Regions from separate parts of the Mus musculus genome. Here all the other regions are linked to region 3. Evidence: chromatin contacts called from public Hi-C, HiCAR-type and promoter capture Hi-C data. All regions are on one chromosome and are shown on one strand. The core of a region is the stretch at or near the end of the contact, and the rest is flanking DNA. Distances in the headings are between cores, read along the strand shown.

Region 1 (5,779 bases), core at 212-2,711, 1.7 Mb after region 3:
ACTGAACCTCTGAACCTGTAAGCCAGGCCCAGTTAAATGTTGTTTTTTATAAGACTTGCCTTGGTCATGGTGTCTGTTCACAGCAGTAAAACCCTAACTAAGACAGGTGGCTACACCATGTGGTGAGGAACCATGGTCACTCCTGTGCCAGGGAAGACATCTCATACCTTCAGCACTTCTCACAATGTAACTGCTTTAGTCATATTCACCTGAAGTTGCAGTTTAGACACATGTTTTTGGGGTGTCTTTCTGGTGTCAAAACTTTTGAGGCACTTTTCAAATTTAATAAGGAACCATGTAAGGGTAGCAGCCCCTCCCTAAAGCATTCTGAGGTAGGGGGTATCCATTCTTCAAATGAATGTGAGTGAAGCAGCCCAAGGTGCTTCCTTAATTCCTCTGGAGTGATGCTGTGCCATGCTGGTCTTTGCTTCTAGTAATAAAACATCAAATTAGGTTTGGAGGGAACTTTGATCTTCCTAAGGGAAAAAAATGTTATGTTTTATTTGTGTATTTCCTCTGACTAAAAAAAATATACCCTTCCTTTAAGACCCAACTACTTTGTTTGTTTGTGTGTGTGTGCGTGTGTGCATTGTATGCATGTCTGTGTGCTAAGATAAATGAGCTCCTGTATTGCAGAGCCCAAAGGAGACCATCTGTATTCTCCTTTCTCACTATCCACCTTATTTCTTTAGCCAGGATTGTTTTCTGAACCTGTAGCTCACTGGCTTTTCATTCAGACTGGCAGCTAGCAAAACCCAGGAATCTTCCCGTCTCTGCCCCAGATACTTATTTGCCTTAGAATACCATAAACCCTTTGGGATGTTTCCTACTTTCTTCTTTCCATGTTTAATTATTTGTGCAAGTTCTTACTGGCCCACTTGTGCTATCCAAGTGTGTATCTCAACTTGAGTGTTTTACTCAGTAAATGTTTAGTATCAGTGTGGCCATTAGCATCTATAGTGCCTCATAATTTCCATAGTGTACTCACGGGTTCTTTTTTTAACCCCTGTTGCAAGCCTATAAATTAATAGTCACTTTCATTCTAGTCTTTCTTTTCTGTGGATGAGGGAGACAAGATATTTAGTGTCTGCAAAACTAAGCTACAATTAATTTTCTGACTTCAGATTCCTGGCCCTTGATACTCCACCACTGATGAGAGCCAATACTATAGTATGAATTTTTCGACTAGAACTTGGAGAGGTCTTTGGGAACCATTTCCAGAACTCAGGGAAGAGACGCTCTGGTCTCCATAGGGACCCAGTACTCAGGACTACATCTCCCATAGGGCCACGGAGCAAAGCCTCCGGCGATTGGGTAACGACCAACAGCCTATACACGGCGGCGAGGAGCTGTTGAGGGCCAATCACATGCCGGGAAGGGGGCGGGCCCTCCTGCCGGAGGCTAGATTGAGCGGAGAGCTAACGGCGCAGTGGCGGCGGCGGCCGTCTCTACGTCGTCAATTCCTTTAGTCTGTCGCTGCGGCCTTGCTCTGTAGCGGGGAGCTCTGCGCTTGGGAGTTCCGTAAGAAGCGCGTGCCCGAGGCACGGTACCCGGAGGCCCGGTGTGTCGGCTCTGGAGCTTCGGGGATCTTGTCAGTTCGTCAGGCCAGAAAACGCTGGCTGGAGCCGCCCGCGGTGGAATTCTTTGGAGATCAAGCCTTCCCTGCTTGAGGAGGACTCTTGGCGGCGCGTCGCCTGCGCTGTTGTCACTCGGTAACTCCTCCATCCAGGTCTAGCGGTTCTGTGGGTGCCTCGGCTCTCCAGGAGTTTCTCCTTCGGAGACCCAGCCTGGAGTTCGGGGGGGACGCGGTCCTTGCTGGGTCTCTTTCTTCACTCACCCGCACACGCTCGGTCCGGTGGCGGAGCGACGAGCGCTGCCTTTAGCGCTGCAACTTCTAGCAACAACTTCCCGCGGGGCTCCTGGGAAGTTCTGCATGATATAACTGTATTCAGTAAATGTTTACGGAAAGCTGTCTGCCCGAGACGAGTTCAGATGCTGGGAGGCCGGTAAGGCAGCCTAGACAGTTGAACCACGTGGGGTTTTAATTTCCTTTTCTACTCTTTACTTTTGGAAACTCTGGCTTTAGCTTGACGGTTGCCTGACTGGACTCTCAGTACCCAGGAGTGGGGATGGAAGGCAGAATAGTAATCGCAAATTACTCGGATATTGGTGGCTCTGGCCTCCACAATGAGAAAAGACACAAAGGGAGTATAATTTCAGTTTTGAGTGTCTTAAAGATTTGGAGAGAGATTCCTATAAGACGTGTGAGTGAGGTAAGACGTAGAGTCGAGAGAATTAGTAATAAGGACATCAGGTTGTGCTTGCCCAGCGGACAGGAAGCTCTGGTTTAGTTAATCCCTAGCTCTGCATAAAGCTAGACTCGAAGGGGTTTACGTCTAAGGCTATTCTCTGGAACACAATGAGTTCTGGACCAGCCTCGGTAACATGAGATCCTGTTTCTTTTTAAGACAGAACAGTGAGTATGGTGTGGCATAGTGTGTAGCCCTAGGAGGAGGGTGAATATCTGACAAATAGGGCTGGTAGAATTGTTCTTGAAACCAGTGGGACATTGCCCGGCAGCACATTGCTGTTGCTATAAAAAAAGATCGCTCTTTTTCATAGAGTTACGGCATGGTTATTTAGTCTTTTAGGGCTTCAGGCTTCTTCCTTTCTTTTTAGAAAAAGAAGAGTAATTGAATATAGTTATTGCTGCAGAAAGCCTCTGAAAATTTAGAATAGATTAAATAGTGATCCCTTGCAGAAAATGAGAGAAAATGGTTGGCTATTTGCACCTGGCCCTGCTCTCTTCTCCACTTTCCTCCATGGGTGAACATCAAGTTCTAGGCTCCTTACCTGTAGCTTAGAAATAGTTCTGCCTCTCTCACCTATGTGTTGGTATTACAACCACGTTGCTTTAACATCCTAAAAAACCCTTAGCCACTGGTGTCCAGCTTTTGTTTTTTGTTTCTTTCTGTGTTATTTACTGTTATACTGTCAAGTCTCAAGGAAGAACTAAGATTACCGAACTTCAAGGTTGAACTGAAAGCTGGATATGTCCCAGGCTGTGGATATGGTTCAGTGGTGGAATGCTTGCCAAGAGTAAATCCCTCCAGCAGATGGTCAGGGAGAGGGTATAACCTCAGACCCTGTGTGTGAGAAAGTTTCTGCTGCAGCTTCTAGTGATCTCATGTTTCTCCCTTGCATGCTTTTATGAACTTAGCTAAGAGTGACTAATGGAAGAATGAATAAAAGGAGCCAGTGAATTGGTAGCAGCTCAGATCTCTTCTGGCCTTTAAAAATTAGTGGGAGAAAAAAATATTTCAAAAATGAGATAATATGTGAACAGATGCCTATAAAATGTAGCAAATCAGTTCAATCTAGAGATTAGAGGCCCCAGATGAAAGATGTGTCCTCCAAGGAGCTTGTGGAGCAGATTGTAAAGTAGCCAAAGCGGGAAACTGCTGAGAATGCATTGAGGTAGTTTGCTTGTAGTGCAAAAAAGAGAAGTATTTTTTATTCTACACCATTTTGTCCTGTGAAAGGGAAGTCCTTTTGTGACCCCTGTTAAGGCCATTCTCTCCAGAGGAGCTGTGTTCCTGACACTGTAGCATGTCACTTACAGGCCCATATTAGGAACTAATTGTCCTATAACTTGTTATTCTTTAAGTTGCTTGGTTTTCACTTGTTTGTTTGCAGTGCTGGGGTGCTAGGGAGTCTGCTGTAAGCCTTCGTACATGCTAGGCGAGTGATTTACCCTGAGCTGTAGCCCAGTCTTAGGTAGTTCTCGGCTACTACCTGACTTTATGTTCCTTTCAGCATCTGGTGGGTGCTGTCACCAGTTCTACATCTATTTATCCTTTGGAATATTTGCTGTGAAGACAAATGGTACCAAGTCAAGAGAAGGAAGAAAAGAAGAAGGAAAAACAAAACCTAAAACAACGAAATACCCGATTCTACAAAGCTGTAGGATCTACTCAAATTGGGGAAAATACAATTGCTTCATGGGCTTATTCACCAGGACGGGTCTCAGAACTCTTTTCTATGTAGCACTTATTTACATGCACACAGATATTAAACATAAAGCTGTTTCTAATCATCTACTGGGAGTTACTATGAAACCATGCCGCCTTTTATTCACCTTAAAAGATGTGTCAGAGAATCCGTTCTACATAGAGTAGTCGTCCCTTCTTTACTTTCCTGCTGAGATCAGACATAGAATCCGCTCTATTAAGTTGTAAAACACACAGAATATTCTAGACCTAATGAACTGAACACAGAAACTTTGAGGTGGGGCGCATTCTTTACAGAAGAATAAAGTTTCAGTGAATGCCCACACTATGCTAAGGGAAAGGACAGTCATTGGGAGGATTTGGTTTTTAAATTTTCCTTATTGTTTGAGGGGTGGCTCTGGTATGTTGGCTTGCACCTGTTGGCTAAAGTCTCAGGAGACCTGTTCTTTCTTCCTACCTTGGGGATGTGGCGACTCAGGCTCTCAGGTTTACACAGTAAGCACTTTTTCCTACAGAGCCTTCTCTTTGGCCCAAGGGGATTTACATTTAAGAGAAGGTTCTGATGGTAATTAGGAATGCTGGTCTTTAATGATAATTAAACGTAATAAAAGATAAACTCCTACTAGAAGAGTCAGTGGCCTCTTAAGATAAATTGTACTTACTTTTTAAGGATAATAAGCATATGGATGATGAAGGATTGTATTTTATTGTTGTTTTGAGGAAGGGGCTCATGTAGCCAAGGCTGGCCTCTGAACTCACTGTATAGATAAGAATAGCCTTGAAGTCCTGATCCTCCCACTTCTGACAGTGTTGAGATTACTGGAATGTACCACCATGCCCGGCTAGCAGTAGATTTTCAAGGACCTGTTGTGGAGTTCTGTCTTCAACTCCCACTCAATTATGATGTGTACTCTTTTATATATTTGTGTTTGCTACTCACGATTCTCTTGTTTCTGTAGACTCTTTCACATATACCCATATATTTATGTATTTCTTTCTAGATTTCAGAATTTGTGTGGGGGCTTAGGTTGTTTATGGTATATAGTGGACTGTTGCAAAGATGAAAATTTATATAAGTATGGTAGTTAATTGTTTCTATCTTTTATGTTCACACACTAACCCATTAAGAACCAGCTGTATTTTGAAGGTCAGGTTGGAATTACCAGTGTTCAACTGTAATAGCTTTATAGAATTAACAAAGAAAGTCCTGAGGAGTTCTGCAGCCTGGCCTAGGCTTATGCTCCTTAAACAGTCATTGACTTTTTTTCTGCACTCTGAAACAGAAGTAGCTAAGCCTGCTTCACCATTGTTTGGGGATTCATCTGTGCGTTGTAATATGTAAATCATTGTATTGTATAGAAATGTCAGCATTTTTGACAGCAGTTTTCTAGTGCTGTAGTTGCATCTTTTATGAGCTCTCCTTACTCCATGTTAAGAGTTAGGGGTTCCACCTCTTTCTTTTTTCCTCTTCTGCTGCTGGAGATCAGACTCAGGGGTCTTATACACTATGCACTGTCTACCCCTTACCTACATCCCCCACATATCTCCTTTCATTCTTTGAAGTCAGTTTTTACTTTCTTTAAAGGAAAGATGAAGAAAACCCTGCAGGATGAGATTGAAGCCATTCTTCGGAAGAGGATCATGGTGCTAGACGGTGGGATGGGGACCATGATCCAGCGGTACAAACTAAGTGAAGAACATTTCCAAGGTCAAGAGTTTAAAGATCACAGCAGGCCACTGAAAGGCAACAATGACATCTTAAGTATAAC
Region 2 (5,726 bases), core at 3,004-5,503, 1.6 Mb after region 3:
AGAGTTTATGAGACTCCACGATTATAAAGAGTATGATGTAAAATGTGTTGTCTAATGTCTAAACACTAGATGGCATTGACAAAGAGTTTCAGCTAGGAAATCAATGGCATGGATACTACTGACTGTCCCCAGGATCAGTAAGGGCTTGACTTTTCCTAAACCAAATTAAGTTGAACTCAAAATTCCCCATCCATTCTCTTCTGTTCTGATTGCCAGCTCCACTGCCATCTGTCATTAGCTCTTGGTGCAAGCAGATCTGTGAGTTTGAGGTCAACCTGGTCTACATAGTGAGTTTCAGGCCATGCAGTGTCACATAGAGACCCTTTCTCAAAAAAGAAAAGTTCATAACCAGCTGACATATAGTGAGCCCCTACCCCCAAAACAAAAGTACTTAAGCAACTAAGGAGGAAGGGGGTGGATCACTCTGAGTTGAGGCCACCTAGGACTTCACAGTGAGACCCTGCCTCAAAAGGAAACAACAACAACAACAACAAAAACCCACCAAAGCAAACCAAACATGAAACCTTAATCATTATTTATAATAAGCATGTACATGAATGAATATGTCATTAAACAATGTTACCTTAACAGGAGACAGCCAAAACCATTTGTGTTTCGGATTACTAATTTTTAGAAGCTGTATCACCCGCACAAATACCCGTGTCTCATGGTACGGCAGAACACAAGCAATGAGACTATCTGCATTGTAAAGATGGATGTGGAACCTAAGAAAAATATGAAACAATTAAATCAGTACAAAATACAAAAATCACAAAGGTCCTTCTTTTATATTCTTTTTCTTTTCTTTTTTTTTTTTTTTTTTTTTTTTGACAAAGTGTCACTGGATAGCCCTGCCTGGCATGGAATTTGCTATGCAGACAAGACCAGGATAGCCAAACTCACAGATCCCCCTGCCCCTGCTTCTCAAGAGTGTATCAACATGTCTGGAAGGTGCCTGCTTCTAAAAGGTGCAAATCCTGTCTCAATGAACTACAAAGAGCTAGGGCCAGTATCAATCACAACAAGATGAACACAAGAAGCCCTACATTTTGCATTCAAGTTAGAGTCAATGTGGTTTGAATCAATTTGGAGGCAGTAACATTTTGAATGTTCAGTATCAAAATTTATACCCTATTCACTTTCTTTCAACTTTAATGAAACTGTGTAGTCACCACTAAGTCACAGAAAGCTAGCAGGCTAACAAGACAATAAACACTGAGCTTCACTGAGCTTCTCTGTGCTACAGTCACTGTCTACAGCTTTTCTTAGCTATGTTTCCAAAACCAGGTTTTTTTGGGAGGGGGTGGGGGACAGTTGGGGGTTGGAGGGATTGTTGTTTTTCAAGACAGGGTTTCTCTATGTAGCCCTGATGCTCTGGAACATGCTTTAAAGATCAGTCTGGCCTTGAACTCAGAGCTCCGCCTGCCTCTGATCCCAAGCACTGGAACTAAAGATATGAGGCACCATAGCCAGCAAAAAAGAAAAAAAAATTAATAAGATCACATTAATTTATTCAGATAGAAAATGACAAATAAATTAATGGAAAAGGAAAAGATGACAACATATATAATTTGTATATGAACTTGAAAAAATTTTTTGTCAGTCTCTCTACATTAAAAATGTTTAAAGATTCTCCTATTCTCTTGCATGCACTTAAAAAACACCATGTATTATTGCCCACGTGAGCCTGTGCAGCACATGCATACCCTTGCCCACAAAGGTCAGAGGGCACTTGGACCTGGAGTTTTACAGATAGCTCTAAGTGGCTCTGACGTGAGTACTGAGAACCCAACCCAGGCCCTCTTCAAGAACACTAAGCACTCTTCACCACGAGCAATCTCTTAAACCCCTACATGGACTTTAATAGTAGCAGACCTTGCCTTCTATCTACTTTATACAAGCTTTGGTATTAACTAAAACACTACTTGAATGAAGCTTTCCTCAACAAACCCTGGCATAGCTACCTCTCTAAATCTTGTGTAAAACTTTATTTAGGTATTTATTTAAAAGATAGCAACCAAGGAAAACCTACAGATATATATATATTTTTTTATCACTTTAACATTTGCTGAATAAAGGTTACATGAAGAAGGGCTGTAGTGATGGCTCAGCCATCTACAGGATTTGTTGCTCTCGCAGAGGTCAGAGTTTGGTTCCTAGCACGTATAGTGCTTAGAGTACAAGGCCTGGTACATAAATGCTTAACGCGCACATCACTAATACCACGTGATTTGGGTTGATATTTTAAAAGACATTCTTTACACCTAGCGAGGTAAGAAGGAACTGTACGTTTTGCCCCCATGTTAACGGATCTGCAATGTGAAGCTGCATCAGCTCCTGAGTACTGATGCAGTTAAGGCTGGTCTGGTAGCACACACTTATAACCACACTACTGAGGACCTGGGAGGCAAAAAGAGGCAGATTTATAAATCTGAGGCAAACTGATCTACTTAGTAAGTTCCAGGCCAGACAGGCAAAAAAAAAAAAAAAGTAAGTCAAAACCCAGCTTGAGCCAGGTGTGGTATCGCCTCTAATCCCAGCACTTGGGAGGAAGAGGCAGGTGGATCTCTGGGTGTGAGGCAAGGGTGGTGTACACACTGAGTTCTAAGACAGCTGAGACTACACAGAGAAACTCTCTCTCCACAAACAAAACAAACAACAATAACAACAAACGAGAGCTCTATAATAAGACCTTATCCCCAAAACAAAACTAGCCAAAGACAATGACATACTTCTCAGACTTGGGGAAGAAGGTGGCAGATTTCTGTGAGTTTGAGGTCAACCAGAGATACACACTGAGACCATGTCTCAAAAAACAAACAAACAAACAAACAAACCCCCTAAACCCTAAACACACTAGACAGGAACTAATGGCACCCTATTCAAGAAGAGCATGTTCACTTGACATTCTAAACATCATGTTAACCTTTGAAATTTGTGAAAGCAATCTAGCTTACCAAGTGTTGGCAACTAATGAAGGTTTAGCTACCTGTGAATCAGCCATTCCAGACACTTCTGCGCTGGCTTGAGGAGGAAATAAGGAGACAAGTGAAGGAGGAACGATGAAATGTTTTCATCCAGCTGCTTGTTCACTGCTTTGGTCTGGACGCTGCGCTCCAAGCCTTTTGCCAGCTGGCTGAACAATGGCGCTTCAAACTGTTCAAAGGCAGGGTCAATCCCAAGAAGCTCCTCCAGGCCAGTGCATCCTAGGAGGAGAGTCACGTGTAACTTCTTTGTAGGCAAACCCAACAGATACTCTCCTGTTCTCCTCACCCCCAAGCTCATGAACTCTGTTACCATGTGTTAGACACTCTCAAACACTGGCTTTAGTTGTTAACATATAGGATAAATCTGACCCCCACTCACTAGGAGAAAAGAAAGTACTTCATGACAAGAACTCCACCCGAGCCCTTCTTTTTAGTCATTAAAACTACATCTAGTTCTGAAAGTCTCCTCTCACACCACAGTCATTGTCTCGGTTTCTTTACTTTTCTTCCTTTTTACATATTAGTTAGTTTGTGAAATTTCAGATACCATTATTTATAAATACATTCACACATCTAGCAGTATTGCTGTTTCCCACCCCCTTACCAAGAAAACAAGGTACTGCTCGGGAAGCGAACGGGGGGGGGGGCAAGAAAATACAGAACCTCCCCCCCCCCCAACTCCCCGATATCATGCTCTGGGAGCTTTGCTAAGTGAAAGGTGGCTCACCGATGGCAAAGGCGGTGTCCCTGTCGATTGTGGCCGCCTCCTTGGGGTCAAATAACAGAGAGGCAACTTCACGTCTCGATAGGAGGCTGGGATCAGTTTGAGGGAGGGCGAGTCGCTGGAGCTGCTGGGCTAAGGACGTCATCTTGCACGGAGGCGGATGTCTCAAAACACCGGCTAAGAACGAACAGCGTGAAAAGTTTTTAGGAAACGTCAGGCGCCTTAACAGATGGCAGGCCAGGGCTCATGCTCTGGCAATACAGCGCTCAGTCCTTTCGAGGACACAGAAACTTGCTTCCCCGACCCTCCAGGACCCACCACAGCAATTGCGTTAACTACGCCTCCGCAGCACCAGCTTTCCCCAGCTCTGCACCACGACCTCACGGCCCACCCGGCCACCCGTTCCAAGTCACGGCCGCGCCTAGCCGCACCGTGCTCCTCCTCACCCTGAACTCGGAATATCAGCAGGATTAGACAGCTAACAACTCCTCAGATCAGCTCCCACATGGTGCCGGCACTGTCCCGGAACTCTAAAGCACGCCTCATAGGAACTTCCGGCTTCTCACTACGGCAAGAGAAAAGGGACACCTTTGTAGAAAACGCAATACAACGGCCCCGCCTCCGTGACTCTAAGTTCCGCCTATTCAGGCCAGCCATTTAATTCCCCGCCTACTTTCCCCTCTAAGGGCCTGAACCTCAAAGCCCCACCCTCCGCTCGCTCATCCAGTTAAGCTCCGCCTTCCATCCGCACCTCTTTCCAAGACACCACATTTATTCCACGCCCCTCCTTTAAGCTCCACCCTCACGAAAATGTGCTAAGCCACGCCTACAGTACCTCCCCCTTCTTTCCAGAAAGCCACCTATAAGTCCCGCCCCTCCGCTCCTTGGTGCTACAGCTCGCTTCTCTAGGTACCCGACGCCTCGCTCAGTGTTGCTATGTGCCTTCAGGCTTAGGTCTGGGATTCTTTTTCCCCAACCGCCTTTGGGAGCTTTACGGGTGTGTAGCAGGAACCGGTCATTCACGAGATACTTATCCAGCCTGCGAGGGGCTGAAGCGCGGGAAGCCGCGTTTCTAATTCTAATGCTACCCGAGGAGGGCACAAACCTAACGTGAGTTGTAGTTCTCAGTGCAATCTGGTTGCTCTGTAAGTAGTAAACACTCGCTGAACGCAGTTACTGACAACCTTATCACCTTTGCCTTGTCTGCAGTCCTAGGGAGTGGTGTTTTTCTTATTCTGTTATTATTATTATTAGAAACATGACATTTTAATTTTTTTAAGTGAAAATAACTTTTTTCAAGATGGGAGGTGGCGGCTCACTTCTTTAATTCCAGCTCGAGGGAGGCAGAGGCAGTCAGATCTGAATTCGAGGCAAGCCTGATTTGTGGAGTGAGTTTCAGAATATCCAGAGCTGCACAGAGAAACCTTGTCTCAAAAACAAACAAAAAACAAAAACAAAAAATACACAAAACTTTTTTGTTTTCATATTCTGGTTACAGTTTCGTTCCACAACTCTTCCCAGATCCTCCAACACTTCCCCTTCCACCCAAATCCACACCGTTTTTTCTCTTTCTTATTTAGGGTACAAACATACGATGATGACGACGAAGGCGATAGGCAAAATAAAAACAAACATCAGAATAAGACAAAACAAAGAGAAGAAAAAAGTGCCAAAGAAAAAGCTCAAGAAACACATATAGAAAGAGACATACCTGCTTATACACACAGAAAGCTTATAAAAATGCAAAACCAGAAACGGAGATATATACGCAAAGGACCTATAAGGAGGGGAAAAGATGCCCTGACAAAGAATTATGAGGCAAAAAAGGTCCAAAAATGCTACAGAGTTAGTTCAAGTTAGCTCATCTTACATTGTCCATATGGTAATTGGGACCTAGCCTTAGGTTTGCACAGTGAGTTAGCTCCACTGTAGAAAACTGATTTGTGAGTGATTGTCAGTGGGAGATACCTCTGGGTTAGGGACAGGGGCTTGTGTCCTTCCTCTCTCAGTGCTGA
Region 3 (5,375 bases), core at 1,057-3,556:
GTTTTTCCTCATCATACTCACCATCTCCATGATATATTCATAGTCTTATGCGTCTTCCCTTTCAAATGGTTAAGCCCTGGCAGGCCGGCACCTTACATTAATTATTTGCTAATTCTGACCTGCTTGAGAAGATGGCCCAGCAGCCCTCTACTGTTCGCTGAACCAACCATTAGCCAGAGGGCTTTTCTAATATTCAGGCAAGATAAATTTCCTTTTCAAAAAGTTATTGTACTAATGAAATGATTTATCAGGTCAAAGGGCTTGCTAAGTCTGATAATCAAACTCTGAACATCACAAAATCAGAACCCATGTGGTGGAAGGAGAGAACTGACTCACAAGTTGTCCTGCAACGTTTGCAAAAGCTCCATGCTGTACCAATTGTGCACTCAAGTGCACACGCATGCACATAAACACAGACACACAAATGTAAACAAGTACTATTGTGGCTTAAATGGGAATCCAGACAGAGTAGCAGAAAAGAAGCCAAAATAAATCTTAAAGTGTTATTTCAAGAGAAAGATATTTAGTAAAATCTCAGATTTTAGGCTTAATGTATGTGGTCAGAAAGTAAAAATGCCCAAATGTTTTAAATATTTCAACAGCAAAATAGGAAAAAGACCTGTGGGAACTTTTTGCAATCAAAATACTTCTGCTTTTGTTTTTGAAGTACCAGGGGAGGAGAGTGGGATAGGAATCTGTCTAATTAAAACATCCTACTGATTATCTGACAAAGCTTTGATATCAACACAAAAGTAATTTTTACAACTAGTATGACCCCATATAACCCTAAGTCTTCCTACAGTTTGCTTGCTTAATCCAGTCTATCCTAAATGGATAAGCACTAAGACATCAGGAAAAAAATCTGTTCCAAATCCAAAAGTTGTTTGCAGTCTTACTTAAACACAAGCTCAAAGGCAAGGTTTATTGTGTTGAACGCTAAAAGACTGTTAATGTTAAGGTCACATATATTCTACAGTGGGCTCTGCGTGTAGATTCCAGCAACTCACTCATCTTTGAGTGAGAGAGAGCACAACCCCAACAGATGTTAGGTGGCCAAGCATTTTGTATGTACGGCCCTTTTTTAACTAGTTTGTAAAAGTCTCACAAGCTAAATACGCATATAATGTACTTTCATTATACCACTTGGAAGTCATTCTTTTCAGTCACACAAATAGCCTTTCCAAAAAAATGGTGGTTGTCTAATAGGAAAAGAGATCACTACTAAAATAACCCCAGTGTAATCTGGTAACAGTCGGAGTTTTGAGGATTGCTAAATAAGGTATAAGACTTGGTTCTGTGATGGCTGTGAAGAACTGTTTTAAAACTTTCTGAAAAGAAAACAGCTGTTTGGATATGAAATGGTAAGATAAATCCTAACGTAGTTAAAAATTAAAGCATTACCCTATCTTTAAAATGGCTATAGAGTTCTCGACATATATAAGCATTCCGGGAAAAACTTGAAAATGACACACAGGAGACAAGAAAGTAGTGTTGAGGGTGGCAGGACAACACTGGATACGCACTGTGGGCAAACGCACCTTCAGATTGTAAGGCGAATGAGAACAAAGATTTCATTCCCACGATGGATGAAGTTTGGGAACAAATGTACGCGAAGTTAAAGAAGAATCCGGTATTCTTAGGCTCCTTAATTAGCAAGCTATCCAAGCAGAATACAGGGGCGACTCCACTCACAGCTGAACCCTAGTTCACGTCTAGGTCTTTTCCTGACTCACCTCATGATCAGAGACCACAAAGTACAGTCCGTCCCTCCTCGCTGCAAAGTGAGTCCTGACACGCAAAGCCAACACCGTCAGCACCGGCAAGCTCGCTCCCCCACCCCACCTCGGAGAGAAGCGCCCCAAGTTGTGACCAGGGCCCTCCCTCGACCACGACGCGGGCCGCTGAGCACACGCTGATAAGAAACGAACAGTTGGGTTCGCCCGACACTAAAGAAAGACTCGCTTGTTCCGTCCGTTCTGGGACGTCCGAGCCCTCCCTGTGCCCCTTCAGCCATCCCCCGCGGCCTCCCACGAGCGCAGCGACTCAGCCCCTCACCTCACCTGCCGCGCTGGGCCCGGTGTTGTGGGGGTCCGGCGGGGAACGGAGCCAGAGGTGCCAGAGGTGCAGCGCGGCCCCGAGCACGCAAGGGCACAGCAGCACCAGCCAGTTTCGCATTGGCCGCTCCCACCTCGCGCCCCCGCCGCGCTCTCCCGCGTCCCGGCCAATAGCGAGGGGACCTAAGAACACCGAGTGCCACCAGGAGTGTTCGCGCCCACGCCTGGCGTTGTCTCCGCCGCTCTCTCCTTAGATCCGCACCACGAGCGGCGGCCGCTTCCCGGCCAAGGCCACGCCCCCGCGTGCGTGGCCTTCCCACCCGTTCAGCCCTCCTCGCTCTCGCCCAGCCCTTCAGTCCGCGTCCCTGCACGCTCCTGTCTGCCGGAAGGGCGGGAGCGGTAGTCCCTCGCTGAGCCCAGGAGGGAGGCGTGCCTGAGATTGTAAGCCCGAGAAACTACGTTTCCCAGAGAGCTATGCGTGCTGCTACGCAACGCTGGAGGCGAAGTGCACACACGAAGCATGCGCGTCTCTCATCCGGCCGCGGTGCCTTAGCGGCACACTGAGCATGCGCATCCACCTTCTTGCTAGGGTTCCCCTGTAGTAAAGGCGGGTACCGCACACGGGGAACCTGCACGTTAACTGCTCAAGTTGCTGTACGACCCCCTCCGCTGTGGACATTGCTGCAGGGCGCATGACCTCGAGGAGCAGTTGCCCAGTCGGGGCAGGTTTGTATGGCACCTCAGCGCTCAACGAAATAATAGTGTGCTCCCCTGACCTATCCCATAAGAAGCGCAGCGGGGAGCCTGAGCGCCGAGTAGCAGGGAGTTTCCTGCTTCCCTCTAGTAAGCAACGGCGGGTGAGGAGGACGAGAAACACCGGGGCTTGCTATGGAAAGCGAGGACAGAGGAGAAGCCCGGATCTGGAGGCTGCCTGGGTGCGCACGCGCTCCTCACTAGGGTAACTGTCGGGAAGCACAGAAATGAGAGCTTCAGCTGCCAGATGACTTTGAAAAGTTCCCACCAAGTTGAGGTGACCAAATGTGTGAGGGCTGGGTTTGCAAAAGATCCATCTCCAACCAGCGTTAGGAAACGAGCGGACTTCACTGGAGCCACCTCTCAGGCTCAGCACCATATTGCCACTGAGTAGCGGTTTTGTATTAAAAAAGCAATTGTAGTAACACACACACACACAGACGCCCCCAGTGTCTCACGTAGTTAACAGGAAACTATTCTGCAGAGGATGGCCTTGAACTCTTGATCTTTCTGTCTTCATCTCCACAAGTGGTGCTTTGGGATGGAACCCAGGGCTTAATCCTTACTAGGCAAGCCCTCTACCAACTGAGCTATATCCTCAACCTGACACTGTTAAGATTGACTTTTTTAAAAAGATTTTATTTGATTTTTTTTTTCATTTGTGTGTGTACGCATGTGCAGGCTGGGGGGGGGGGCGTCTATCCCATCCCCTGGAGCTGGAGTTTCCCCGTGTTTGTGAGCCACCCTGTAGGTACTGGGAACTGAAATTGGGTGCTCAGGAAGAGCAGCCAGATCTCTTAACCATTGGGCCATCTCTTCAGCCCCTTAAGATAGCTTTTTCTTTGGCTATTTTTGCAATGTTTTTAATTTCAATTTTTTAATTTAGTTTAATCAGGTAAAAGCTGTGTTCTACTGTACTGTTTTATTATGTACTTAATAAAATAACTCACGTGGTCAAATTTGTTCCCATGAGAAGAAACTTGTTTGAGCGGTGATGAAGCTGAATGGTAGGGCCTTACCTACCAATGGGCAGTCTTGGGTTGATGCCCAACCTGTACAAAAAGGGGAGGGGACTCGTGTATTTGTTATTCATTACAAATCCAGAATAATTGAAACAATAATAATCATTTCATATCTCAGACTTTAGTACAGATCAGGAATTTGGGAGCTAAGTTCTAGTTCGTTTTCAAAGTTGCAGGAATATCATCAGCCAGGGCTGCAGTCATCTGAAGGCTTCATGGTGGTTGAAGAGTCTGCTTTGAACATTGCTTACTCAGATGGCAGACGTTTTAATGATGGAGACACATTGTCACTTCTGGGTTAGTCAATTGGTCACACAGAAAAGCCCTATAGAGTGGATACCTGTGTGCACAGTGTTCAGGTATTCACCAGGTGACTACCAGGAGTCGAAGATCACTGGGAACCATCCTAGATGCTGGCTAGCACAGTATGCCCTGAAAATTTGAGCACTAGTGTCTCAATACTCTGGGGTAACTTTAGGACCCCTAGTAACAAGAGTCCTGAAGACAGGAAAGAACACTTTTTTCCTTTTGAAGAGTAACAGAATTAAAGGATGAAATATATAGCTGCTTGGCAGATATCACCAACTTCTGTATATTCCTTTCCCTCTAAGGAAGAATAATTTCTATAACTTTCTTTTAAGGTTTATTTATTTATTTATTTATTTATTTGGTTTTTTTGAGACAGGGTTTCTCTGTGTAGCCCTGGCTATCCTGGAACTCACTTTGTAGAACAGGCTGGCCTCGAACTCCCAAGTGCTGGGATTAAAGGTGTGCACCACCATGCCCGGCTATGCACACAAGAGTTTTTATTCAGGCTTGAACCTGGGCCACAAACTATCCTGGTGCAATAGGATAGGAGAGCGACCCCAAAGTCTAGGGCATGGGGTTTATAGAGGAAAAAAACGCAAGTAGGGATTGGCAAGCCTTGGAGTTAAATGATTAAGTAAGAGGATAAAGGAATGTTGGCCTTTAAGCTGATTGGTTTACAGCATCTGATCAAACCGCAAGGAGGGAGCACACACCTAAAAGAAGCTTCATGACTTGGGAATGATTCATGTTTACTTAGCCCACCCTGGTATTATCGCTTGACTACAGCTGTTATGCCTATTTTGCAACTGTCAAGATCTCATGTTTTGTTTTGTTTTTTTCCAGAACTCAAGGGTGGGGGACAAGTCACTCTGAGGACAAAAACCTAAGATGGAGTCTAAAAAACCAAAATGGAGTTTGTTTTGCTACCTCAGTCCCTTCAGACTCAGGTCCTCTGTGACTCAGGTTTCTACCTTTCTTGGTAGAACTTTCTCTGTTTAAAAACTACGATGGGCCTAGGGAAATGGCTCTATAGTTAAAAGCACTTGTTGCTCTTGCAGGAGACCCAGGCTTGGTTTCCAGTGAAAGACTCCCTGAGGAGCCCCTCGCTCAGGACTCAGGATAATAGCAGACCCCCAAGAACTCACGAGAGACCAAGCTTGATGCAAACCACACGAGGCTTTATTCGGGGAAAGCCAGAACTCTGGGGACGACTCGTATCCCACTCAGGGGTAGAGTT
Region 4 (5,475 bases), core at 954-3,453, 1.4 Mb after region 3:
GTTTTTCTGTCCACTGAAGCAAGTATGCTGATTTGTTAATGCTGGGTAGAGCATAAAGGGCTACATTAGGGCCCCAGTTTATGTAACTTAATAAGCCAATTAAGCTCTCTGAACTTCACTTAACCACCACAGCCTTACACATGATATGTACCAAATAAAATGAGGTAATATATAATTAAACATGTTACAGGTTAAAGTGCTATCTAAAAATGACATCAAAACTGTATTTAGAAGAACAAAATATACTTTTGTAGACAGGCACGGTGTTACTTTGAAATGCACAAATATTTTATTGTTGATATATATATTACAAATATATATCAACAAATAGAATTACAGGTACATTATAAACCACTAATTACATGTGATTATTGGTAGCTAGAGAAACCTTAAGTGAAGCTTCTAGACTAGTGATTTTAAAAGTATACAATTAATTAATGACATATATCAAGCAAGAAAACAAGAAATCAGACTTTATTTAAAAGTTCTAAATGTAAGCTCCACTCAAGTCAAACACTCAAACTAGTAACTACAAAGTAACTTTGCTATTGACAGCCTAGGAAATTTATTTTTTCTAAATCTGATAGATACACCCAGAATCCTATCATAGTGTTTGCCAAGCCTGACTAAAGTATAGTGGAAAGAACAATTGCATCACAGACACTTACAAGGCTTGTTTAAAATTCTGATTCCTTGCTCAGTTCCAGATGGACTCAGCAAGCTCCACGTTTAACAAAAGGTTTCTTTTCCTTTCCCTTTCTTCCTTCTTTTCTCTGACTGGTTCATTGTTTAGTTTTTTGAGAGAGGGTCTTGCTATGTAGTCCTGGCTAACCCAGAATCTCAATATGTAGGCCAGCGTCCAACCTGCGGCAATCCTACTGTTTTTCCTACTGTTTGTGTTTTTTACCCCTGAGAGCTGAGGCTACAGGTGTATGCCACTGTTCCTAGCTGTTTATTTTTATCAAATCATTCAAGAGAACTCACACATGGACACAAACAGAATATTCTTGTATTCTAGGACTTCATGCTGGACACCATAACACCATGAACAAGGCAGAAAAACATGTTTACACGGTTACTCTCACAGTTACCATCATTTTTTTTTCTCTTAGCAATGAGTGTTAATTGCTTCAAACTGCATGCCCCTCATTATCAGGCCATCTGAGACACTTTTGTTTTTCTTCGGTTTTGGCTCTTCGAGCTAGCACTTTGCAGCAGGTGCAGACAAGATATAGCAGCATCTGGCAACCTGTTCAAACCTTCCTCACTAAAAGAGGCAGAGCTAACCTATCTCTTTTCAAGGCAAGAGGCTGTGCTTTGGCTTTCGAGTATGTAGTGAACACTTCAGTAATACCTGCCTAACCAAGGCAACGTCAAAGTCTACCGGACTGTCCAGCCAGCAAGCCTCACTATAGACTTAAGAAGCCCACAGTAGGGGCCTAGGCCCTCCAGTGTCATAACTGGGCTCACCTGGCATGCCACTTTGCATACGTAGGACAGGTGGATAATTATAAAGCGGGTAATGCCTATAGCTATCTCTAGAGCACAAGTTCAAGGAAATGAAGTAATGCCCCCTCTAGCCCAGGAAGAGGATGGAGGGTCTGCCTCCCTGTCATCTGAGGGAAGGATGTCAGAGGTTTGTGTCCCCAACACCTTCACCACTCAAGACTTGTGTCTCCCCGTCACCATCACAAAGATAAAGCCGCTAGCGCTTACTGGCCGTCACCATCTTCCTCTTCCGTAAACCATCACCACGCGTGTCGTGTCCCCGCGCCCGCCGCGCTTTACAGACGTTTCCCGCACTAGCCGGCGCGGTTCTCAATCCCTGGCTGGCCACTCGCACCTGCACCTCGGCCTCTCGGCGACGCCGGCGTGACCCGTCCCCTGCCTTTGGTCCTCGGGCTTACCTGAGTCTTGACCAGACTTGAGAGGAAGCTCAGGGTGACAAGCAGTTGCACCGCGGCCGCCGCCCCCTGCCCAGTAACGGCCCGGCGGAACCCCGGACTCATGGTGACCTCGGCCGCTGCCGTCGCCTCGGCCGATCGGGGCTGGGGAACGACGGCCCGCCGCGACGACGACAGCAGGGGGCAGTGCCTGGGAGCCGGGAGCCTCCAGGACCCGGGGTCTGAGCGCCGGTCTCGGGCAAGGAACACTCTACCGTTCGCAGCAGCAGCGACTGATGTACCAGTGCTGCGCGCCCCCGCTTCATCCCAGGAGGCCCCGCCCCCGGCGTCCTCAGTTATGATCACGCCCTCTGCGCAAAGCCTTCTGGGAGTTGTAGTCCCTGTAGCCCCTTGGGGCCCCCCCACAGTGGGAAGGTCTTGAAAATGGAGAACTACAGGCTCGGAGGTCGCTCTGCCTCCCTGAGGCGGGGCTCCGCGGCGGCCAATGAGGCGGGACCACGAGGCCTCCAAAACACCCAGGAGCAGGCGGGAGAGTGGGTGCTGTTTTAGGGGTTGGCCTGAGGTGGTGGAACCTCTGTTTCGTCGCTCTGAGAAACAAGACTGTCCACCCCCATCCCCGCAGGTCTTCAGGCACTATGCCAATAGCTCTTTGTCACCGCTTGACCTACTGGGGCCAGGATTTTCTCGCCAGGCCGGCCGAATCTTTGACTTGCTATTCCCAAGAGCTTTCTTTGCCTTTTTTCTCACCTCTGCAGCTACCTAAAACCACCTGGCATCTTGTCAGGAAGTCTTCAGCACCTCCTTCATGTCACATGCCCCAGAAGTATCATTGCTTGGTGTCTCCACTACTCCTCTACCAACACCAGAAAATCTATAATACATTTTAAAGGATGAAGGAAAACCCCAGTCTATACAGTGAAAAACGAAGAATCGGGATAAACGCACAGAAAAGCTTAAAGGGACATAGACTATCCCAAATGTAACACATTCTAGATGGTTTTGTGGTCTTAATTACACCTCAAATATTGTTCTGGGATTATGTAAGGTTATGTACATAAGCTTCCTGTAGTCCCTAGCAAATAAGTGATCAATTAATGGTAATCGCTAACTTTACCGATATTCCTGAGTTATAGGAAACTTACATTCAGTAGTATGTATCAATTTGTCATTGTTGATGTAACAAATGACCAGAAGGGTAGTGATTGAAAACAACCCCAATGTATTATCTTACATTCTGGAAGCCAGAAAACTAAAACAAACTGCATCCATTTGGAATATTCTAGAGAATAATGTTTCCTTGCTTTTTCTAGCTTCTATGGCCAATCAAATTCCTAGATTCAGGACCTCACATGACACAGTGGCATAGCCTGCTTTTGTCGTCTGTGCTTTCTGACCCTATCTCTCTTGTGTCCCTACATATAAAGACTTTCGATTGCATGGTGCTCACCCGGATAACCCAGGCAATTTCCTGATCTCAAAATCCTTAATCACATCTTCAAAATCTCCTCTGGCCTCTCTGGTAACATGAGAACATTCGCATCCATGATTCCATCTAGACCCACTGCATGATCTGTAGGGTCAGCCAGAAATGAAAGTCCAGGGGAAATGAGAAGACTTTTAAGGCGGAGACAACAGAACAATAAACCAGTCCAAGACCCTGGAACTTCACAGGCCATCTTCCCATGTCACCAGCTCCCTTTTCTCCACATAGCTAACAGAGAACTGTGTGCGACTTGCTTCTCAAAGCTGCCTTTCTATGCTCTTCATCGCTCTGCGCTTTGGGTATGCATGGGACTTTCCTCAGGTCCCTTTGTGCTGCAATTGGCCCAGATAATGTGTACATCATGGAACATAGCCATTTTTTTTAGTTATAAACTGCCTTATTTTTAAATTTCACATTTTAAATATCTGATATCAAGGGCAGAAACCATGCCTGTCATTCGGAGCACTTCAGGGCCTGTCACAAAGAAAAACTTGAGCTTTTCTATCAACTTTTCAATTGGTAGAAGAAAAACAAGTTTACAAAGATTATAATGGCACACACACCATTTGTTTTAGCTCAGAAACTTTACTCACAATGTTTGGAAACATTTTTTTCTCTCAGTGAGTGAAATCAGACATGGGTGTTTTTCATGAAAAAGAAAGGTTCACATTGCCCTGTGCTGTGATCTGTTTTAGCGTTTGCTGTAATGAGCAGGATGAGGAGTTGATTAATTGATGAATAAGCTACTGTCCTCTGTTTTAGCCTTGCGGTTTATTTCTTATTAGAGCAGGCATTGCCTTTATAATGATACCCATGCTCCTTACCTACACTCCTTAACTTCAAACTTCCCATCCTAGTTAGGGGTTTGCAAGTTGAAACAGGAAGAACCTTTGTAGCAAGCTATAGAAAAATTCAGATCCAGCTAGATTTAAAAACAATAAGAAAACTAGTAATAAGTCAGGAAAACTGGCAACTTTGGGAATGAACAAGGCTTCATCACTTACAGTTCCAGAAAAGTGAGTCCATCGGGGTGTGACTCAAGGACCAAAAGGAGCATGGACCGTTCTGGACTTTTCCAGAACATTCCCATTGGCTTGGCTCATTGTTCTCGGTTACTTTTCACACTCTATCCTCCCATCAAACTTCAAATTACTCCTCAAGTTTAGCTGAGAGAAGGGGAGATGAGGGGAGGTAAAGAAGGGGAGAGAGAAAGAGAGAGAGAGAGAGAGAGAGAGAGAGAGAGAGAGAGAGAGAGAACAGAAATCCTGCAGGATTACAAAGAATGGGAAGAGGTACACAAATTCATGGAAGCCATTCTCTAAGTATGTCTCACGAATTTACTTTATTTTTTGTGGTTGTAGAAATTGAACCTAGGGCCTCACACATGTCAGACAAGCACTCTACTACTGAGCCATGTCCCTGGCCCTCTTCATGGTTTCATTTTAAAAACATTTTTATTTATGCATATATGTGTGTGCATGCAGTGCCTGCAGATGACAGAGAAAGGAATCAGATCCCCCTGGAACTGGAGTTATAGGAGGCTGGGGGCTGCCTGCTATGGGTGGTTAGGAGAGAACTGGGCCCTTCTGCAAGGGCAGCAAGCGTTCTTAACCACTGAGCCATCTCTCCAACTCCCTTTTTTAAATCTTGCTAAGTTGCCTAGAGAGGCCATGAGATTTCCATGTACGTGCCTCAAGCCAACTGAGTAGCCAGAATTGCAGGCCTGCCTCCAGGCCTGGCTTTAAAAGCACTTTTCTTTCTTTCTTTCTTTCTTTCTTTCTTTCTTTCTTTCTTTCTTTCTTTCTTTCTTCCTTCCTTCCTTCCTTCCTTCCTTTCTTTCATCCTTTCTTTCTTTCTTTCTTTCTTTCTTTCTTTCTTTCTTTCTAACCTTGGCTTGCACTCTATATTCATTAAATTGTCACAGATGTCCCGGTCTATGGGTACACAGAAAAGTATACCAAATAAAGCTGTAATATGTTTTTGCAGATAATGCAATTTATTATTTACAAACCACCTGGCTTAGACAAGCCTAATTTTCTGGAACTAAGGGACAGGAAAATTGTTTTTCTTTCAGTGGAAAAAAATATA
Region 5 (5,520 bases), core at 1,406-3,905, 1.5 Mb before region 3:
GCTAAGCCTGCCAGTCTATTAGCAATAAAGCAATCTATATCTTTTAAAGTGTTTCTGCCTGTGTGAAATTTCAGCAGACACCTCTCACATTGAACTTATTCATGCAGCTAAACCCAGCCTTCCCTAGGCTGACTTTAAGAATTACGTACCCTGAAAGGATCTCCCCTTAGGCGGAGAGTTTCTAATTAAATAGCTTTTAGTGTAAAATAAACTCTCTGCTCTGTATAAATATGCAATTTCAGCTAATTTAAATGTTATTTCATGTTTGTTTTAAGGTCTGACTATAATCTAACTGGCCACAGAGCTCGTGGACCAGATTGTTAAAGCCAATATTTCCTAACATAAACAAATTCTGTAGATACTCTGCACAGTTTACATTGTTAAAACCAATCTCCACTGCTTTAATATATCCTCTATTGCGCTGCCTTAGAAAAATGAAGTGATTCTGAGGTTATTTCACTATTTTAAAACAGCATTTTCCTGCTTCAAAATAATCTTGACACGTGTAATTAAGAAACTGTCAGACTATTATTAATTTTTAATTTAAAACCCAAATGAAATAATTACAGGAATCAATCAATAAGGCACCTATTCAAATTACAGAGCAATTACATAAATACTCAAAATTAATACTTTAGGCCAGTTCTTGAAGAATTCAGTCTATAACTCGTGAAGACATCAAACAGTGCAAGCTTGTGACATGAGAACGAAGGAAAGGTTTCCCCTAAAATAGACTAAAATGAGATTATTTCAGATGGCAGAGCACAGTTCCCCTTCCCCCAGCCATGCCCAATGCTCTCAAGCTGCAACTCTTTTTCTAGAAGTTATTTCCACCAGACACATATTTCAGGAAAAGAAAGAAAGAAAGAAAGAAAGAAAGAAAGAAAGGAAGGAAGGAAGGAAGGAAGGAAGAAAGAAAGAAAGAAAGAAAGAAAGAAAGAAAGAAAGAAAGAAAGAAAAGAGAAGCAAGCTAGCTAACCAGCCTGCCGGCCTCATCCAAGTTCTGCACAAAATCATTTAGAAAGGGGAGTGGGGGGTTAATCACTTGAATGTTCAGCAGAGTGCACGTACTGGGCTGTGAAAAGCTGTAATTGAGGAGGAGAAGGAGAGGAAAAGAAGGGCACGAGGTGTTTTTGGAACTAATAATACCAGCGGGGCTAATGGCACTGCCCCTGTATTTGCACAGCGGCCGGCCCTCCATACCTCGGACTAAAGAGTTCTTTTACTTGAGGACGACAGTCCATCATTTCAAACTGAAGTGGCAGCTGGAAAATGTGGAACAGCTGGCACAGAGCTGGGAGAAAATGTTTTACATAAATATATGTACATATAAACTGGCAGAGGGCCATGAGCACTGTACCCAAGGCCAGAATCTACAACCAAGTTGGGGGAGGAGAAAGGGTAAACGCGGTGCAGGAAACTTCCCTAAGTGGTCTTTACACACACACAGCCAAGAAAGCCTGGGGGGAGGGGGGGTATGGCTTGGTACTCAAAAAGGTGCACTCCGGGACACAGGCACAAAGTTCACAGAAGGATACTAAGTTCATCAAAGGATAATAAGCAAAGGCCGGGCCGAGTGTGAGGGCATGTGGCCATCTGCTGAAAAGTCGCTTCACCAACTATTCAAATGTATGATCAATATTAACTCTGCCACATCCTCGGGGTCCCACTGCAACTCCAGAAAGTTAAGTGTCCCCAGCAGAGTAGAGTGATCCGTACCCAACTCTGCTCTGTGCAAATTCGGCCTCTTGGTTACCGCAAGGGCCACGGCTACTTTTCTTTCTTTCTCTTTTCTTTCTTTCTGCTCTACCTCTGGAAAGGAAGAGACAGAGTTCCAAATCACGCACAGATGGCACAACTTTCACTTTTCCTCTCCCACCGCGGAGGCGCGCCCTCCATCCGCTCACCCCGCACCCCCACCCTCAGAAGTGAAGGCGGGACCCTGGAGAGCGGGGCAGCGGCGGCTCGGCGCATCCCCAGGCGCTGCGCGCAAGCCAAGCTGCGGCTTGCGGGGGCGCGAGGACCAGCCGCAGCTCCGGACTCCCGGAGCTCTGCGCAGCACTTGGCGAGAAGTAGGCACGGACGCCGCCGCTGCAAACTTGGTCCGCGCGCCCTGGGGCAGGAGCTCTGCAGTCCGGAGAGCCGAGACCCGATCCCCGAGAGCGCGGGAAGGCGCGAGCGCACACAAGCCGCTCCGACGCCGCCGGGAAGCTCGACAGGGAGGGCTGCGGGGCCCGCAAAACAAAGAACTTCAGGCGGGACGTACCTGCGGCTTTGGCTGTCAGGTCCCAAATCCACAGACCTGCGCCGGCGGAGCGGCAGGCGGACTCGGGCTACCGTGGATGGCCTGACTGATCCCAGCGTGCGGCCCCGGCGGGCATGGTGTGGCGTGGGCCGGCGACGGGGCGAGCGGGCGAGGAGGGGAGCGGCGGGCGGGCGGACGAGTGTGCGGGCGCCGGCGGTGCGGCCCGGTCCGCTCCCTCCCGCCGCTGCAGCCCGCGCATCAGTTTCAGGGATCCTGTAATCTGATCCCTCTGAGTCACCGGCCCTGAGTGACAGTTCTGATTTGGTTCAACCGCGGGTGGGAGGAGAAAGAGAAAGAAAGGAGCCCCCCGACCGTCAAGTCGACTTTTCAACGACTAAGGGCCCGTCCAGGCCGAGCGCCCCGGTTGCAAAAGTTGAGCTCCGCCGCGCGCGCCCTTCGCGCTCCCCTCCGCGCGCTCCTGCGCTCCTCCTCCTCCCCGCCCTCCTTCCCCAAGTTTTCACAGATGTGGTCAGACTCTGCTCTCCTTCCCGGCTCCTTCTTCCCTCGCGCGCCCCCACCCCCGCCCCGTCCCTCTAATTTCCGCCACTCGGAGGAGCGCTGGGGGGGACGCGCCGAGCCGCGGGACGACGCCGCCGCCGCCGCCGCCGCCGCCGCCGCAGGGGGCGAAGTTGGTTTAAAAACTTGGGAAGACTGCTCGCCTTACTTTGCTTTCCCGCTCCTTTCCAGGCCGCGCCCGGCGGGGTCCCGCTCCGCGCGCGCGGATCCCAGGGCGCTGCGCTGAGGGGCGGCACTGAGGCCGCGCGTCGGGCCGGGCAGGGCTGGCGCGGGCAGCCGGGAGCCACGCGCTCCACCGCCTCCGCCCCTCCCGGGTCCTCACACAGACACATCCAGGCCTGCTCCTCCTCTTCCCCCTCCTTGACCCCGCGCCCGCGCGGCGCGCCAGGCCCCACCCACCCGGCAGGAGGAAGGGGCCCGCGGGTGATGTCACCCGAGCCCTCCAGGCCTGCGCTCCCGCGCAGCCGAGCAGCCGGGGCTCGCGCGCTGCCGGGCGCTTCGCCCATGCCGCCTCTCTTCGCCCCCCCCCCCCCCAACTCCGCTCTCGGGCTGGACTCCCCTTCCTTCTCTAGAGACCTCTCAGATCGCCACTGCCCCACCCCCGCACACCTCCTGGTACTTTTCCCTAGGCCAAGCCTGAAACTTCCTCTCGCGGGATGATGCTTTTGAAAGTTGAAGACTTTCCTCCCCGTTGCGTTAAACTCCGTTTGGGACGTCTCGCCGTACAGCCTACTGTCCCCGTGGGCCACTTTGCAAAGAACACAAAGACCCGAGCTGGGAACCGGGACTTGAGCTGAGAACCCTGACTTGCACGGGGTTCTTTTCCTTAAGATGCAGAGTGCCTGTCCTTGGTTTCTTTTAAAAGACCCATGTTACTTCAACGGGCCAGTGCACTCATCTCTCTCTCCCCATCCAGGTACTCACCCCAACCTGTTACTTGAAAGGGAGGATTTCAAGGGGGTGGAAGAAAGAAGAAAACCCAAGAGACATTCCAGAATACCGGAGTAAGCAGTTGGCCCACCAGGAGTGCCTTGGTGCTCAGGGTGCTCTGTGGCAGCCGTCTTGAAGGCAGAGTGGGTGGATGAATAGCTATAATAATTTGAAGAACATTTTGAAATTCACGTGCTAAACTGGGGAAAATTTTTAACGGAATTGACAGTGTATTCGTTATTTGTTTCTGGTGACTTGTTGCTTATGACAAAGACAAAAGCAGAGAGTGACTTAAGCTTTCAGTGTGGGGCTCCAGACACTTCTTAGCCATTTTTAAGCTTTCTCTCCGCTACAACACTCTGTAAGGCAAAGAGTGAAACATCCTTCACTCATCTCGGAGTGCAGGAATATCAACAGAGGTAGCCCCAACCCTCCCCTCAGTAACTGGCCCCAGGCCCCAGAGTATTCCCTCAGCCTCTGTAGACTCTGAGCCCACAGTAGATGAGCGAGAAAATGCAGTCCTCCTAAGTCCCGGGACGGCTATGGATCTCCAGTGAGATTATACCTGCAAAGTTATAAAAGACGACATCGTGTGTGAGAACTATTTTCCTTTTTGGTATTTCAAGTTAGTCAGAGGGATGGTGTGTTTCATTAATGTCAGATACATTGTTTCTGGCATTTGGGGCTGCTGCTGCCTCCACCGCGAGAATGTAAATACTGCATCCTGATAGTTTTCTCTGCTTATCCAGTGGCAAAAGGGACAGCCCATAAATCACCGGGCATAAAATATAAATTTTGACTTTTACTTCTTACAGTCTCGCAGCACATTCTGAGTCATAAAGATCTTGATTTGGGGTTCTAAAAAACACTGGAACAAAGAAAAACATTGCAAAGCTTCCTTCCCACCACGCTATCAGAACTTAGCTAATAACCAAGAAGGAACTCCGCTTTGCATCCTAAACTTTGATTCCCTCACCTTAGGAGAGGTGGGCAACTCAGATTGGCTGACAAACGCATGCACGTGAACATGGTTTACAGAAATGGTAAAGAAAAAAAAAAAATTGCCTCGCTGTGAGTTAAATAATGTCATGGAGTTTCAATACATGTTAGCTTCATAACTCTTTTGCCCAGGGAAATCTTGGATACAAATCCCAAAATGAAACAAGAGGAATTCTTGAAGGTGGGGTGTCCTTAAAATTGGAACCTTAAATCTTATGCATCACCCACCTCCTGTCCTGCAGAGGCTCCTAAGTTATCTCTTAACTCAGTAGAGGGACTTCTGTTAATTAAGGAGCCATTAGGTAGGATGCATAGGGAAGAGACTGTTCCTTAATCCATCTGAATCCCACTCTTATACAGTCATTCCTGCCTTACCTCATCACTAGTCATTTCAACTACAAATCTCTTGGGAAATTTTAATGTCATAAGTCCTCTATGTTAGTTTTTTTTGTCAACTTGACACTACCTAGAGTCATTTGGGAAAAGGGACATTCAATTGAGAAAATATTCCATAAGATTCACCTATAGTAAATTTTTTGATTAACAGTTGATGTGAGAGGGCCCAGCCCACTACGGGGCAGTTTCACACTTAGGCTGATGGTCCTGGGTTATATAAGAAAACAGGCAGAACAAGCCACAGGGAACAAGCCAGTGAGCAACACTCCTCTATGGTCTCTGATTCAGTTTCTGCCTCCAGGTTCCTGCGTTGAGTCCTTCCCTTAGTGATGGACTGTGATCAGGACTTGTAAACCAAACAAACCCTTTCCTCC

The links. Promoter capture Hi-C pulls out the DNA fragments that hold promoters and counts their contacts. Hi-C and Micro-C count contacts between places; a contact is called where the count stands out from the background. HiCAR-type assays count read pairs that join an accessible place to other places.
Region 1: a contact with region 3 is called in a Hi-C map of B cells, with 6 read pairs. The contact joins the promoter of Mtr here to the promoter of B3galnt2 in region 3. A contact is called at or near these places in 1 of 39 promoter capture datasets (pre-B cells) and 1 of 484 Hi-C or Micro-C datasets (B cells).
Region 2: a contact with region 3 is called in a promoter capture Hi-C map of pre-B cells. The contact joins the promoter of Heatr1 here to the promoter of B3galnt2 in region 3. A contact is called at or near these places in 3 of 39 promoter capture datasets (cranial neural crest, liver and pre-B cells), 1 of 484 Hi-C or Micro-C datasets (rod photoreceptor), 1 of 115 datasets of contacts at active chromatin or transcription factors (astrocytes) and 2 of 9 other capture datasets (adipose tissue and liver).
Region 4: a promoter capture Hi-C map of pre-B cells shows a contact between it and region 3. The contact joins the promoter of Ero1b here to the promoter of B3galnt2 in region 3. A contact is called at or near these places in 3 of 39 promoter capture datasets (cranial neural crest, liver and pre-B cells) and 1 of 484 Hi-C or Micro-C datasets (uterus).
Region 5: a HiCAR-type map of astrocytes shows a contact between it and region 3, with 4 times the contacts expected there. The contact joins the promoter of Gli3 here to the promoter of B3galnt2 in region 3. A contact is called at or near these places in 1 of 39 promoter capture datasets (stem cell-derived epiblast-like cells) and 1 of 115 datasets of contacts at active chromatin or transcription factors (astrocytes).

Annotation. Positions count from the first base shown.
Region 1 is chr13:12,253,795-12,259,573 of GRCm38.p6, reverse strand. It overlaps Mtr (5-methyltetrahydrofolate-homocysteine methyltransferase), which reads left to right and starts at 1,461. Exons shown (of 33, transcript NM_001081128.3): 1 at 1,461-1,712; 2 at 5,596-5,779. The coding sequence starts at 5,601.
Region 2 is chr13:12,393,902-12,399,627 of GRCm38.p6, reverse strand. It overlaps Heatr1 (HEAT repeat containing 1), which reads right to left and starts at 4,253. Exons shown (of 45, transcript NM_144835.4): 1 at 4,158-4,253; 2 at 3,715-3,888; 3 at 2,990-3,206; 4 at 584-725. The coding sequence starts at 3,856.
Region 3 is chr13:13,951,605-13,956,979 of GRCm38.p6, reverse strand. B3galnt2 (UDP-GalNAc:betaGlcNAc beta 1,3-galactosaminyltransferase, polypeptide 2) reads right to left here and starts at 2,306. Exons shown (of 12, transcript NM_178640.3): 1 at 2,061-2,306. The coding sequence starts at 2,175.
Region 4 is chr13:12,562,611-12,568,085 of GRCm38.p6, reverse strand. Ero1b (endoplasmic reticulum oxidoreductase 1 beta) reads right to left here and starts at 2,203. Exons shown (of 16, transcript NM_026184.2): 1 at 1,908-2,203. The coding sequence starts at 2,009.
Region 5 is chr13:15,460,858-15,466,377 of GRCm38.p6, reverse strand. Gli3 (GLI-Kruppel family member GLI3) reads right to left here and starts at 2,655. Exons shown (of 15, transcript NM_008130.3): 1 at 2,267-2,655. Gm6556 (a long non-coding RNA gene) reads left to right here and starts at 1,760. Exons shown (of 1, transcript XR_001780862.2): 1 at 1,760-5,520.